2 separate regions of the Mus musculus genome follow, and region 1 is linked to region 2. Evidence: chromatin contacts called from public promoter capture Hi-C data. All regions are on one chromosome and are shown on one strand. The core of a region is the stretch at or near the end of the contact, and the rest is flanking DNA. Distances in the headings are between cores, read along the strand shown. Region 1 overlaps Etnk1 (ethanolamine kinase 1). Region 2 holds the start of Sult6b2 (sulfotransferase family 6B, member 2).

The links. Promoter capture Hi-C pulls out the DNA fragments that hold promoters and counts their contacts.
Region 1: a promoter capture Hi-C map of liver shows a contact between it and region 2, with 2.1 times the contacts expected there. The contact joins the enhancer-like site here to the promoter of Sult6b2 in region 2. A contact is called at or near these places in 6 of 39 promoter capture datasets (the 3T3-L1 cell line, the HPC-7 cell line, HPC-7-derived erythroid cells and 3 more) and 1 of 484 Hi-C or Micro-C datasets (nephron progenitors).

What each region holds. Positions count from the first base shown.
Region 1 is chr6:143,189,850-143,196,447 of GRCm38.p6, reverse strand. Etnk1 (ethanolamine kinase 1) reads right to left here. Exons shown (of 8, transcript NM_029250.2): 5 at 1,133-1,216. Among named protein-coding and RNA genes, the nearest start is that of Etnk1, 26 kb to the right of the region's middle. Within about 2 kb of position 3,062, at least 6 of the 459 cell types and tissues checked have an H3K27ac peak or open chromatin away from gene starts, as enhancers often do. A contact at or near this core is called in liver, where this site is marked.
Region 2 is chr6:142,802,176-142,808,840 of GRCm38.p6, reverse strand. It overlaps Sult6b2 (sulfotransferase family 6B, member 2), which reads left to right and starts at 4,375. Exons shown (of 6, transcript NM_001145390.1): 1 at 4,375-4,595. The coding sequence starts at 4,451.

The sequences.
Region 1 (6,598 bases), core at 1,813-4,312, 390 kb before region 2:
AAACAAAAAAAAAAACCAAAAGGGTGAACTCTTATTCTACACAGACTCATTCCTGCCTCCTGGCGAGTGAGCACATGAGAACATGTGCAGCACACGCATGGGCTGTGGTGTGCGCATATGTATCATATATGTGTGGTAAATTTGATAGAACTAAGTAACTAGAATCAAAACTTCCACCAACTTCATTTATTAGCCTAGACCCAAATTATATAAATATAAAAAGACAGGAATCTGCTACAAGTCTAAGTTCAGTGATGCCATATCCTCACTAGGAATAAAACACCCAAATTATTTTCTGATCTTTACTTTTAAGAAAATCCTAAGCTGGACAGTAGTGGCACACGCTTTAATCCCAGCACTTGGGAGGCAGAGGCAGGCGGATTTCTGAGTTCGAGGCCAGCCTGGTCTACAGAGTGAGTTCCAGGACAGCCAGGGCTACACAGAGAAACCCTGACTCAAAAAAAAAAAAAATATCCTAAATATAGTGTTAATTATATATTCCACTTACATTTTAAAAATCTCAAGTTTTAGAAGTAATTATAAAATGAAATTCAAGAGGTAAAAATGCTCAGCTTTTTAATAGCAATCAAATTTAAACTGGCGTTAACTCATAGGCAGCAATGAGGTTGTGTAGGCTAAGAGTTCACCCTTCATACACGCATGCTGCTCTCGCTATGAAGGAGGGAGCTGTTACGGTCTTTACACCTGGATGTTAGGTAGTATTTGGATGCACATGGAGCAGAAGGGAGGGATGCAGCATGAAGATGGCATCTGTAGCAATCAAAACAAAACCATAAAAAATGTCAGTGTCTTGTTAAAAAGCATTTCAAGAACCATGTGGCTTTGTTGTGCTGGAGATGGAAGCAAGATACATGTGATGGGCACATGGAGCAAAGGACTGCACAGGATCAAAACCCAGGTCACACACCACTACTCTCCAAGATTCTCCCCTTCTAGTGCAGTATTTTCTGGTGGCAATGAGGGGAAGGCTCTCTTCTCCAGGAACAAGTAAACAAAGCCAGAGGGTCAAGTGCTGGGCGGCACATGCTGCTCCTGCCCAGGGACTTGGTCCTGAACGGCTCTAGAGCGTCAGTGTTGGCAGATGACCGCAACAGTGAAGCATGGGTCTTACCTGCAAATTCATTGAAATGATTTCCAATATCATATGCCAGGTAGTTGTATCCAGAATACTCATAATCAATGAACTGTACGTCACCTATGTGAGACACAGAAACAAAGCAAATAAGAAATCACAAACATGATCAGAAAAGCCCTATGCTATCTATAACTCAGTCTCTCTTATACTTTGTCTCAATGGGCGTGCTTGGTTACATGCACTTCTGAGACAACACAGGGTGAGGCTGTGAATTTTATGGCAATGAGCTTTACAAAATTCAAATTATGTCCCTGATCAACAGCATTTCAAAAACATTATTATCCACTTTTATTAAAATGAAAATATAGTCATTTCCAAGTTCTAACAGAGGAAAGATACGCTTTTCACCACATGGGGGCATCAATAACTTAAAAACTCATATTTAATTAGAAACAACTGTGAATCGTTAACAGCCTATCTGAACAAGACATCGCCTATGACAAACTCTACACTAGCAAGCTTATCTAACGTAGGAAAGAAAGTGGGAAACCATGAATTCTGTGCTTCTGACAGTAAACGTGGTGATCAATTTGATGCTGTCAAAGTCTTAAGCTTGTATGGTTTAACCTCACAACTGCGTTTTCCATGTCTCAAGGGCATTACATGAGTTAAATTAAAATTTCATTCAAATGTATGTGTGTATCTGTCTCTCTCTCCCTCACTCTGTGTGTGTGTGTGTGTGTGTGTGAAGACAACTCTGCCCACCTTTTACAAGTGATTACTATGACTTAGAAATTTTTAATTTTTAAGTGCTCATTACCGTGGGATTACATGTAAATATATAAGCTGAATATATTCTATGATAAAACACAGAAGTGATACTGATTTTTTTTAAAAACTAATGTACGTCACTGTGCACACCAAGGACGTGTGTGCCCATGGAACTCCAGCTGCAGTGGACACAGAGTGGCCATGCTGCGAAAGTCCATCTCAAGTTGGTCAGGCTGAGAGACTGTGTAACAACAACGTGGTCATCCTGTCCTGTAAGCCGTGTGCTGCAGTTACAGGGGCGTTTCTCAAAGAAAGCAGTGTCTTAATTTTACTGCCTTAATAGAGATCTGGATATTTACTCCAGAAGTATATGAGCATAGTTATAGTTAAGAACTTATGACCAGGGGCTGCTGTGGTAAATGTGAAGCTCTTTAGAGAGCAACTGGATTCCATTCTAAAACTGTGTAAGGACGGCAGGCCAGGGGCTGGGAGCAGCCTGAGCTGAGATGTGGTCTAGCAGGCCTAGCAGGCACCAGGCCTGGGGTTGACCCTAAACACTGTATTGGGAAAAGGAGCAATGATCAAAGTATATTCCAGTTTGCAAAACTGGATGCATCTTGTTACAGTGAATGGTAAGGGTCCTTAAATGTTACTAAGAATAAACCACTGCAATCCCTGTGGCTGCTGCAAGCCCATGGCTGCTTGACAAGCACCCGTCACTGGAGGATTTCAGCGAGCAACACAAGGGCATCCGGACAAGATTGGCAGTGACAAGCTGCGGACAAAGTCTCACGGCAAGCCCTGGACTGAGACAAAGCACTCAAAATTAGGAGTCTAAAAGATAAAGTTACGAAATGGATATTGAAATCAGCTAATATACTGTGTTACAATTTATTAAACTATGTCTAAGAAAAGAGGATATAGGGCAAAGGTGAATTGAAATAAACCAAAACAAAATGTTCATCTCATTTATTGTAGTGGTAGACTAGTGACTTTCCTTTAAACTTTTCTTCTCTTTCTTTTAAAACTTCTTTACAATGAGCATTTCTGAAGAGAAAAATGTTATTCTTAAAAAAGAATACTATGAGTATTCTCTAGGAAACTGTCAACAAGCAAAACTAAATACAACGATCCAGAACATACCTATGCCTCCACGAGCGTTCAAAGAGCAGAGTTCAACATCTACCATGTGCGTGACTGAAGCAGCCGAGCGCTCACAGGTGACTTACAGCAGCGGCTGATGCCTTGGGCTGTTTAAGCACAGCTTCTCGTAGAGCTCATTTTAATAGTTACGTGCCAATAAAAATACACAGCCCAGTCCCGAAGCTTACTTTTGCAACATAAATAAAAGCTTCCATTTTCAAAAGTATATTTAGAATTTGGCAAACACAGTTAAAATAGCAGGTAGAAACAGTCCCGCTTATACACATAACTTAACTAAAACATAAATCATTTTAAGAAAAGTTAAAATCTGTTTCAACATGAAAAGTTTTAGCAGTGACTTTTGTAGTAGCGTTAACTCATTAACACTGGCCTTTACGTTTAAAAGCTATGTTGAGTTTATAATGAAATCTAAAGATAAGAAAATGAAGCTAACAAAATACAGATGGGGCTGTTACCAGGCTCCGTGCATGTGAACAAGTGAGGCGACAAAGCTCCAGTCAGTGCGTTTAAGAAGCACGGGGCGCCGCCACATGGCAGCAGCAATGGCATACCTAATCTGTAGCAGATGAAGAGAATTTGGCAAACTCACATTGTACAAGACACAAAGCTTTAAAGGAAAGAAATGTTTAAAATCTGCATTAACTATTCTGTTTCAAATCATTACAAAGTGGAACTCAACCTTAAATTTAAGATTCTGCAACAATGTAAAATTAAAGAGGTCTTATGATCTTTAGGGTGCCAGAAAAATCAAATTACAGCACTGGGAAATATTCTCCTAGCAACAGAACATGTTGTTTCTTTTCACCGTGAGTTTAATTTTTTTTAATATTTCCCAGTATTAATAATGTCCATTACTCTTAATAACTAATTCCTTCAGACAAGAATTTCTCCTTGAGGTCTCAAAGGTGAACAGATAATGAAAACACACCCTAGAATCTGATGTGCACACTCACTTCCCAAGGAGGGGCTTCTAGATCATCCAGATTCTCAGGGCATCCTTAACCTTTAAAAAAAATGATCAGCTTAAAGGCTAGCATTGATTTTTATAATCTTTAAATAATTGCACCAGTGACACACAACACAAAGCAAATAATGGATGAATTTGAATTTTCAAAAATATTTTTGATTTTTTTTACTACTGCTTGAAGCCCTCACCACTGTAGGAAAAATCCAGTTAAACTGGTCAAATCTCAATGCAAGAAAACTAGTCTTCCATTTATTAAAGCATGTTAAAGCCAAAAACGAACTAAACAAGGCTATATAATTATAACAAGACACATGTCTTGACCTTATCTTATTACAAATGAAAAGAAAAGTCACCTATTTGAGAGTCGGACCCTTTCCAGCCCAGCTCTTAGACATGGAGAAACAGCGGTGAGGAAAGTTCACAGGAATTCTGTGTAAGAGCTTGGCAAGAGGATGTGAGCGAGGAAATACCCACCTCCAGCCCAGGCCAGCACACATCACTCTCACTGTAAGAGCAGGGACTGGCAACAGCTGTGTGAGGCTGAGCCTGGGGAGGGACACAAGAGCCCTCGTGGTACATGGGAAGTAGTCAAATGCTAGGAGAGAAATGGAGGCTCTACTACACAGAACACAAGCACAGTAGCAGGAGAGGAAGGGCTGCAAGAGCATTTCCACAAAGGGGAAACACGGCATTTAACATTCTCACCCAGGTATGACTGAAATACAGTGGGCCTAGCGCATGCGTCTGAAAAGGCTCATGCAAACAACTCAGGAAAACCAGTGGGTCACACCCAGGCACACACAGAAAGAGGAGAGAGGGATGCTGGGAAGAAAGGGCTCAGCAGGAATGGGGAAAGAACAAGAGAATACTGGAGGAGGAAGGACCGCCGTACACCAGAAACTGTGACACTGTCAGGCAGTAAAAATAAACACTGAAAACAAACATCCAGCAATCTCAGTCAGTGCTCCTTAATAACTAAGGAATGCAGGGGACTGTTTGTTGGGTTTTAAAACAGGGTCTTGCTCTGTAGCCCTGGCTGCCCTGTCACTCACTACATAGACAGCACAGGTCTCTAACTCACAAAATTTCCATGCCTCAGTCTCCTGCGAGCTAGGATTACAGACATGCACCATTGCGTCTGGCTAGAGTCCTGCTGGACGCTGACTGTCTTGGGCTGCTCTACTCTCACACACAGTAGTCTAGAGTAAATCAATTCAGGATTAGTGTATTCTTCTCGAGAGCACGAGGCTCTCTCCAGGATGGTAGAACTGTTCTGTACTTAAGGGCCTTCAGCTTATAGGGGCAGACACCTGTCAAATTCTACAAGTAGCATGCTTAAAACTTGTTTTTAAAGGCAGGTTTCCACTATGTTGCCTAGGTTACCTTGAATTTCTCAGGCAACAGATATCCCACGCTTTCAGTTTCCCAATGGCTGCAATGCTACTCCACATCACCACCCCCAGCTTGCTATGCTAAGCCTGGCACAGTACACTTCAGTGCATGCTGAGCTCTAAACACACTACACTGTAAAGAACTTGGGGATGGAAACCACGCAGGTCTGCAACTCAGTGAAGATAAAGTAAGAAAGGAAGACAGACTGATGAATGAGCAGGTGAGGTGGGATACAGCACAAACTTGTCAATCGTAGAGACTCTAGGTACCAGGTACAGGGTTAGAAAGAGTTAGGTCTATATCTGTATTTGTAGATATTTAAACTCAGTACTCTATAAACATGGCTTTTATTTTAAAGATATGGTGGTACTCCAAGCAGGCAAGCAAAGGTATATATGTGTATGAATATATTGATTTTTATAAGCAAACTGTTTATATGACTATGTACCTATTTCTGCTTGTTTCATCAGTAACGTTTCAAAGACAAGATTCTGTTTGTTTCTGTTATTTCTTTAATAGGGACTGGGGGAGGAGGAGCCTAAAACCTACCCAAGAATGACCCTGAATTTCCTGTCCTTTGTTTCTACCTTCCAAGTACTGGGATTACAGTACTGGCACACCCACTTACTCGACGCTGGCTGAAGATGGAGGAGGATGGCTGAGGATGGCTGAGGCTCTGTATGTACTAGGTCAGCAGTTAGCAACTGAGCTACATCTGGTACCACAAGGACAGCTCCACTGAGGCTGATCTGTGTCGGTCAAGCAGGAAGGGCTAAGAAATCTCTATAAACCTCCTAGCAAGTCAGATTTGTATTAAATGTTAAAATAAACCCATGGGAAAGATCTTCTACATCACTAAAACAATAAGTTCTGTGTTAGTAAGAGCAGAATGGATCTTGTTTAGAGCCAATCAGAGGACAGTAGTACAGACTTTCCTACCTACCGTGTACAAAACTAAAACCATTCCAATAAAAGGCCTTCATTTTCTTCTACTTTTGTTTTGCCTAAATGCCAATCAACTTCTTGTGTTTTACTGAATAGAAAATGGACAATGATTAACATCCCTTAAATTTAAAGTTATAGTAAGACTTATACATGGGCTCTTATGAAGAAATTGGGATGAGGGTAAGAAACAAATTAACTAAAGTCATTGTCAAAGCAAAGAACCTTCTAACAAAAGTAGAGACAAGCTCTCAATCTTGAAAACT
Region 2 (6,665 bases), core at 3,126-5,625:
ATAGTCTCTGCAGGTATCAGGTCTTGAGACCCCAGGCAGAAGACTGATTCCTCCCCGAGCATCCAGTGTTAACAAAGCAGGCTCAGTTTGATGATTTAACTCCATATCCTCCTGGTCCTGTTTTGTCCTAAGCGATAGCACTGTGGCCAAGTTCATATGCTATGTGCTGGGTCTAGAATCTCCCGCAGTTTCTGCCATAGTTAGCTTTCAACCTGACTCTCTTAGGAAGAGGACCTCCGAAGAGCCGGAAAGTGCCGGAGAAATGGCTTCCCAGAGACCCTTGGCCTTCCGGCCTGTAATGGAGTGTTCTCGTTGAGCACACAGGAAAGGGTCACCGAGGAAGCAGCGATGGAGCCTCAGCTCTCAGGACGCTCACAGTTCTTCCCCATTTGCAGATCTTCTTCAGTAAACCTTTATGGCTGCCGTCTACCATTAGGACTATTTCTAGAGATTCTGGACGTTTGCTCTTCACGGTATCGTAAGGCAGGCCACTGTAGATCGTTGCTTCCCCGTGAGTAGGTGCACTAGGCTCTTGGCACCGGCATGCTGGGAACAGACCTCACGGATACTATTAACTTCCCGTTACTTCCTGCGTGCTACCACTGAACACTTTACAAAGACATATTCATATCTCTGCTCATTTCTGTTGTTGACTTGATTTTTTTTCTAAATATTGATCTTAGCGGGGCTTCTTTAAAGAGTGTCCTAATGAACACAGAGCAGCTTTTAGCCAACAGTACTTCCTAACTTGACAGAGTCCAGTTATAATGCTTTAACAGTTAGCCTTTTCATCTATCATTTTGAAGAAATCTTTGGCTTACCAAAGATTCTGAAGATATACTTCTAAGCTTTCTCCTAGAAGACTTAAATGTATAACTATCTGTATATAAGGTGGGATTCATGTCACGTCTAAGAATGTTTCATTCGTTGAAAAGATAATTCCTCTACTTACTCAAAATCATCTTTGTCCAGAATCAAGTGACCACTTATGTGTGTATCATATTCTGAACTCTTTCTGCCATTCCTCTGGTCTATATGCGCAGTCTTGGGTTCAGCCTACATCAGCCTTAGTGACCTCTGCTCTTTGGCATCCCTCTTTAAGATTTCTTAGGCTACTCTAGGACCTTTGTGTGTCTCTGCATAGACGCTGCCAGCTGGCAATCCCTCATGTGCATTTAGACAAGTGCAATTGCCTATTCGGATTTTGATCTAACTGAATTGACTATAAATCATAAGGCAAATTAAGGCGCCCTAATAATCCTGAATCATAGGCTCTGCGATAGAATTGATTGCTATTATTCCTGTCTAAGCACTCACTAATGATCTCGGCTGTGCTTGGCTCTTTCCTTGTACATTGCTTTGAGCGCAGCATGTTAGATCAATACTTAAAGACTTGGGTTGTTTTTTTTTTTTAATATATTATCATAAATAGCATTGGTTTGCAAATCCTTTCTCAAATTCTTCTTTTCTTCTTCTGAGACAAGATCTCATGTAAGCCAGGCTGACTTTGAACTCGCCATGTAACCAAGAATGACTAGAAAGATAGTTAGTATACTGAGTAAGGTAACCCAGGCCCAGAAAGACAAACATTACATTTTCTCTCTTATCTGTGGTTTCTAACTCTAAATCTTCAGGTGTGAGTAACTATAGTAACCAGGAATGAGGGACCAGGATTGGGGGTGCAGAGGGAGCTCAGAGAGTATAATAGTGGGATACAGATGATATGAAGAAGAGAGAACTGGGAAAAACAAGGGAGGGGCTTTGTTTGGCGAGGTGGGTGGGACGACAATAAAGAAGAGGATGTAAGATAAATTACACTAATCATGCTTGAAAAAGATATGGGGAATCTTAAAATTACATAGATATACTCATTATATATCTTAAATGAAGTTATTTCACTTGGTGTGACAAAGAGCCATGGATTCTTTGGTTAAAAACCCTAATATCAGGCATGAGAAACCTCCTTCCAAATTGTTGATCAGGATTGCCCAAGAGACTCAGCAAATGCCATTGTTATTGCTCTTGCTTGCCTCCCAGTCATGGGAGGTAAGACCCTATTGCTGAGGGCTCCATGTACTTTGGACATAGGACTCAGGATTTTAGCTGGAACTGACGGGAGAGCCTCCTCCCTGAGGAGGTGTACCAGTTTCCATAGTACCGGAAATTGATATGCAAACTGCCAAGGGAGGAAAACGATCAATAGTCCTACCCAGCTGTAATGAGCAGAAACCACAGGACTAGCATGGCAAGATATCCCTAAAGCTGCAAAGGCGGCACTTCCCCTTGATGATAACCAACATCTGGCTAGCAAAGGCAGCACTTCCCCTTGATGATAACCAACAGCTGGCTAGTTGGACTTAAAGCCCATTCAACAGGCAGGAAATCATCTGATACTAGAAATTTACTCAACTACCCAGAACTAATGAGGTCATGGGTCTTAAAGAGGAAACTCCACCCATTACATAATTCTTTACTGCATCTGAAATACTTGTTCCCGTATCCACAGGTGAGTGTAGCTCTCACCGGTTGTCAAAGGGCTTGTGTTCCCAACAGATGGAGACTGTTGCAGAAACCATTGTTGGTCAAAATAGGGAGAACAAGAGACCACAGGGTGCTCAGCACAGGCGAGTACATCTAGCACACAGCCCCTGCACCCAAGGCTCAGAGGCCATCGAGAAAGAGAGAAGAGTGCATGATCTGCATCGAGAAAGAGAGAAGAGTGCATGATCTGAGCAGGAGGTCTGATGTGAGATTGTACTTTCTAGCCATCCTAGGGAAACTGAACACATGCAAATCTCAACAGTATGGCTGCCTAAACAAGACCTGAACGACTCTGCATCAGTTGATACCCCAGTGCAGATGGTGGAAATCTCATGGGCCTTCCCCCTTGATAAAGAACTATGAGTGTTTAACAAGGGGTTGAGGGGTTGGGGGGGGGGGGGAGGGAGTTAGTCTTTTTGAGCCCTGATGATTGGTTCTTCAATACCGAGTGATTGCTTAGTCCTAGAAACATGTTCATGCAAGCAACACTGTCAGTACTGAGTCATGTTGTACTGAGTACTGACTGTACATTTATTCATTTATGTTTATGTGTATATATAACAACAAAGTTAAAGAAGAGGAGAGTGTGAATTTTGGAGGGGAGGACCTACAAGGGGTAGGAGGGAGGAGGGGGAGGGGAGAAATGACTTAAAATAATTATATTTTAATTACGTAAAAATAAGTATCTAAAAGGGAGCCAATGGGTAGTTATGCAAAAATTAGCTATCAAAAATTAATCCTGCCAATAGTTTTATTTTTAAAAAGGACCTTGAATTTCCAATCCTCCTGCCTCCACCTGCTGGGTGCTGGGATTGTAGATCTGTACCACTATACATTGTGTCTGTGTGGCTGGGCATCCATTCCTGGCTTCCTACATGCTACGTAGCTGCACCAAGTGAGCAGCCCACCCTCAAGCTCTGCTTTCTGTTGGCTTGTCCTAGAACACAGCAAGCCAGGACACTTCATTGCTGTCCTCCGTTCATGTGTTTATTCTATTAGTGCATTCTCTGTCATCTCCTGTGTATATGATCTGTTACTATGTATATGTTTCTGTTACTGCCATGGGCATCTTTCTTCTTCAGATATTTTCCCTACAGTATAACCTCTATTTTTGACACTCGATTAAAATTTTGTCCATTTCTTCATTAATGTTCCTTCCATTGTCAGACAAGCCAAATTTTCAACTGAGTTTCATTGAAATAACTGAGCATTTCTTTACTATATCTAATTGAATCTGGAATATTGTAATATTACCAACCAAGACTAAAATTGAGTGAGATAAGAATTAACTTCCTTCTCTCTACAGATTCCTGTTTGCATGTGTTCTCAGGAAATCTCTTTTTAGTGTGGTATTCTGACTATCACTGTATTTCTTCTAAACTACAGCTCATAAAGGCTGTCGCAAGAGTATTTCCCAATTCCTGGAGACATTCTTATTTCCCTGTTGCTGTGTCCCCTCAAACTTTAAATACTGACTACTTCCTATACTGTAGAAACCCAATTTTCTTAATTACTTTCAGTGACATAATTCATTGTAGTGACTAAAGACTTTACCTATTTAGGACAAAGGATTTGATAGTGGTACAATCTTAACACAGTGATTACTCCTGGCTGCCTGGTAGTTTTCTATGCAAATGAGCCTGAACTGAGTGGAAGGACACATTTTGTAACCTGTGTTATCAGAAAAATTCAGATAACATGACTTTTATAATAGACATTGGCTCAGTTGTGGTTTAAAAATTATTCTTCTAGAGAGCTGCAAAAGGTATATATAGACACATGGAATATCAGCTTGGAGATACCAAGATTCCTCTGCCACTCTGCTGAGGTTGTGACCAAGGGCCAGGTTTGTCTGTGGCTTGTGGAGGGACTGTGCTGACTATACAGCCTCTAATAGGGTCAGTGGAAGATGTCATGCCAGAGTCAGCCAAGTCTCCTCCATAAGTACATGGGCATCTTCTTCTCTACCATGTCTTCAGAAGAACTCCTTGGTTCCTTGGACTCTTTTGATGCTAGAGAAGATGACATATTTCTGGTTTCCTACCCAAAATCTGGTGAGTTTCCCCCTAAAATGTACTAAAAGATACAGAGATGCAACAGTAAGAGGTATAGAAACATTGTTTCCATTTACTTAGTGTTCTATAAGATACAGAGATGCAACAGTAAGAGGTAGAAACATTGTTTCCATTTACTTAGTGTTCTATAAGATACAGAGATGCAACAGTAAGAGGTAGAAACATTGTTTCCATTTACTTAGTGTTCTATAAGATACAGAGATGCAACAGTAAGAGGTAGAAACATTGTTTCCATTTACTTAGTGTTCTATAAGATACAGAGATGCAACAGTAAGAGGTAGAAACATTGTTTCCATTTACTTAGTGTTCTATAAGATACAGAGAAGCAACAGTAATGGAAACATTGTTTTTGTTTCCATCTCAGACATTTTTTGGGGGTGGGGGGATGACTTTCAAGGATTTAGATTTCTTACTTTAAAAAGACTCAAGTGAAATGATTGAAGCTCTGCTAAAGTTTTCCTCTTCATTTGATTTATGAAGGTGCACAAATGTTGATATATCATATGAAATAAGCAAAATAGCTATGTGATAGATTCCCATTGTATCTTGCCCAGATCGTCCTGATGACTAAACAACCTTTGCTCAGCTCATACTTAATTGTCTATAACTTTTTTCATCTACACTAATAAGAGCCGTAAATACTTTCCCTGCTAAAGTTTTACTTCAGAATCGATTCGTACAGAGTTGTACACCCATGGGTGTCATTGAGTAAGTAATGCCACTCTGTACTTTCTTGGACTTAGTTCTATGATAATTTTGTTTGTTATGTAACATCCAGTTGCCTGCTACAATTTCCTTAGTAGTGGTCACATAGAGACGGTGGCTACAGTTAAGGTGTTCAACAACGAGCAGCCACGTCCAGTCAGTTATGCAGTGTAGTCACCAGTTAGATCGGGTCATCAGTGTGGGAAGAAGCAAAGTGCACAAAGGTCAGGGGTTTTGAGAACACACACACACACACACACACACACACACACACACACACACACACTCTGCTCAATTTCAATCCCAGAGAATCTGATGCCCTCTTCTGTAGACAGCAGGCACTCACAAGATACACACACACACACACATCTGCAGGCAAAACACTCCCACTAATAAAATAAATAAATCTAAGAAAGAAAGACCTTTGTAAAGTACACTTAACATGAAACTTAGAAAGCAAGACAGAGTATTTATTGTTCAGCCATGAAGTTGTTCATGTTACACATCACTGAAATCACAATGAAATAAGACACTAGCCGGATTTAACCTCCTTGAGGCTATAGTCTTCAATTAACAAAATGCCTCCCCCACCCCCACCCCCAAGCTTCAGCTTCTCTGCTGCAAAGTTGGGCTACAGCTATCATTTGCTTCAGCAAAGTGTGGAGTTGTATTCTCTGCTGGGTGTGGGGGAGGGATGCTCAGGGAAGAGCACTTGTGTAGCATGAAAGGAAAACAGGGTTCGGTCCCCTGTGTCATCCCATGTATAACAATCCCCCCCCCCCCGTATTGCAAACAAACATGAGAGCACCGGGCCAACCAGATGGCAGGCACGTGGCTTAAAGCACTCGCTGTGTTAGCCTGGGCACATGAATTTGATCCAGGGAGCACCGAAAAAGGCAGAAGACAAGATCAACTGTGCAAAGTTGTCCTCTGACATTCACTCCCTCACATTATGTGCAAATACAATAATAACAGATTCAATTTACAACAACACCATCCCCACCCCCATCCCACTTCCAAAACACTGAAACTCAAACAGAACTCTGTGCTTTCTTCAGAGTCTATGGTATCAGCCTTTTATCTCTCTGAATACGACGCACATTTATGATTTAAGTGCTTGGTCTGCACAGATACTGTTCTACTCATACAGAGAGATCTATGTGTCACTCTTCAAAAGGTGAAGGGGGAGGTGAACACACACATATGCCATAGTAACTGTGTTCTGATGTGTGTTCTAGCAGAGGAAGGGGCTGGGTTCCATGGGAGACAAAAAGGGAGAGTAACTGCGGAGGAGGGGTGGTTGAGAGGAAAGAAGATAGCCTATAAACGGAGAAGAGCTTGTGG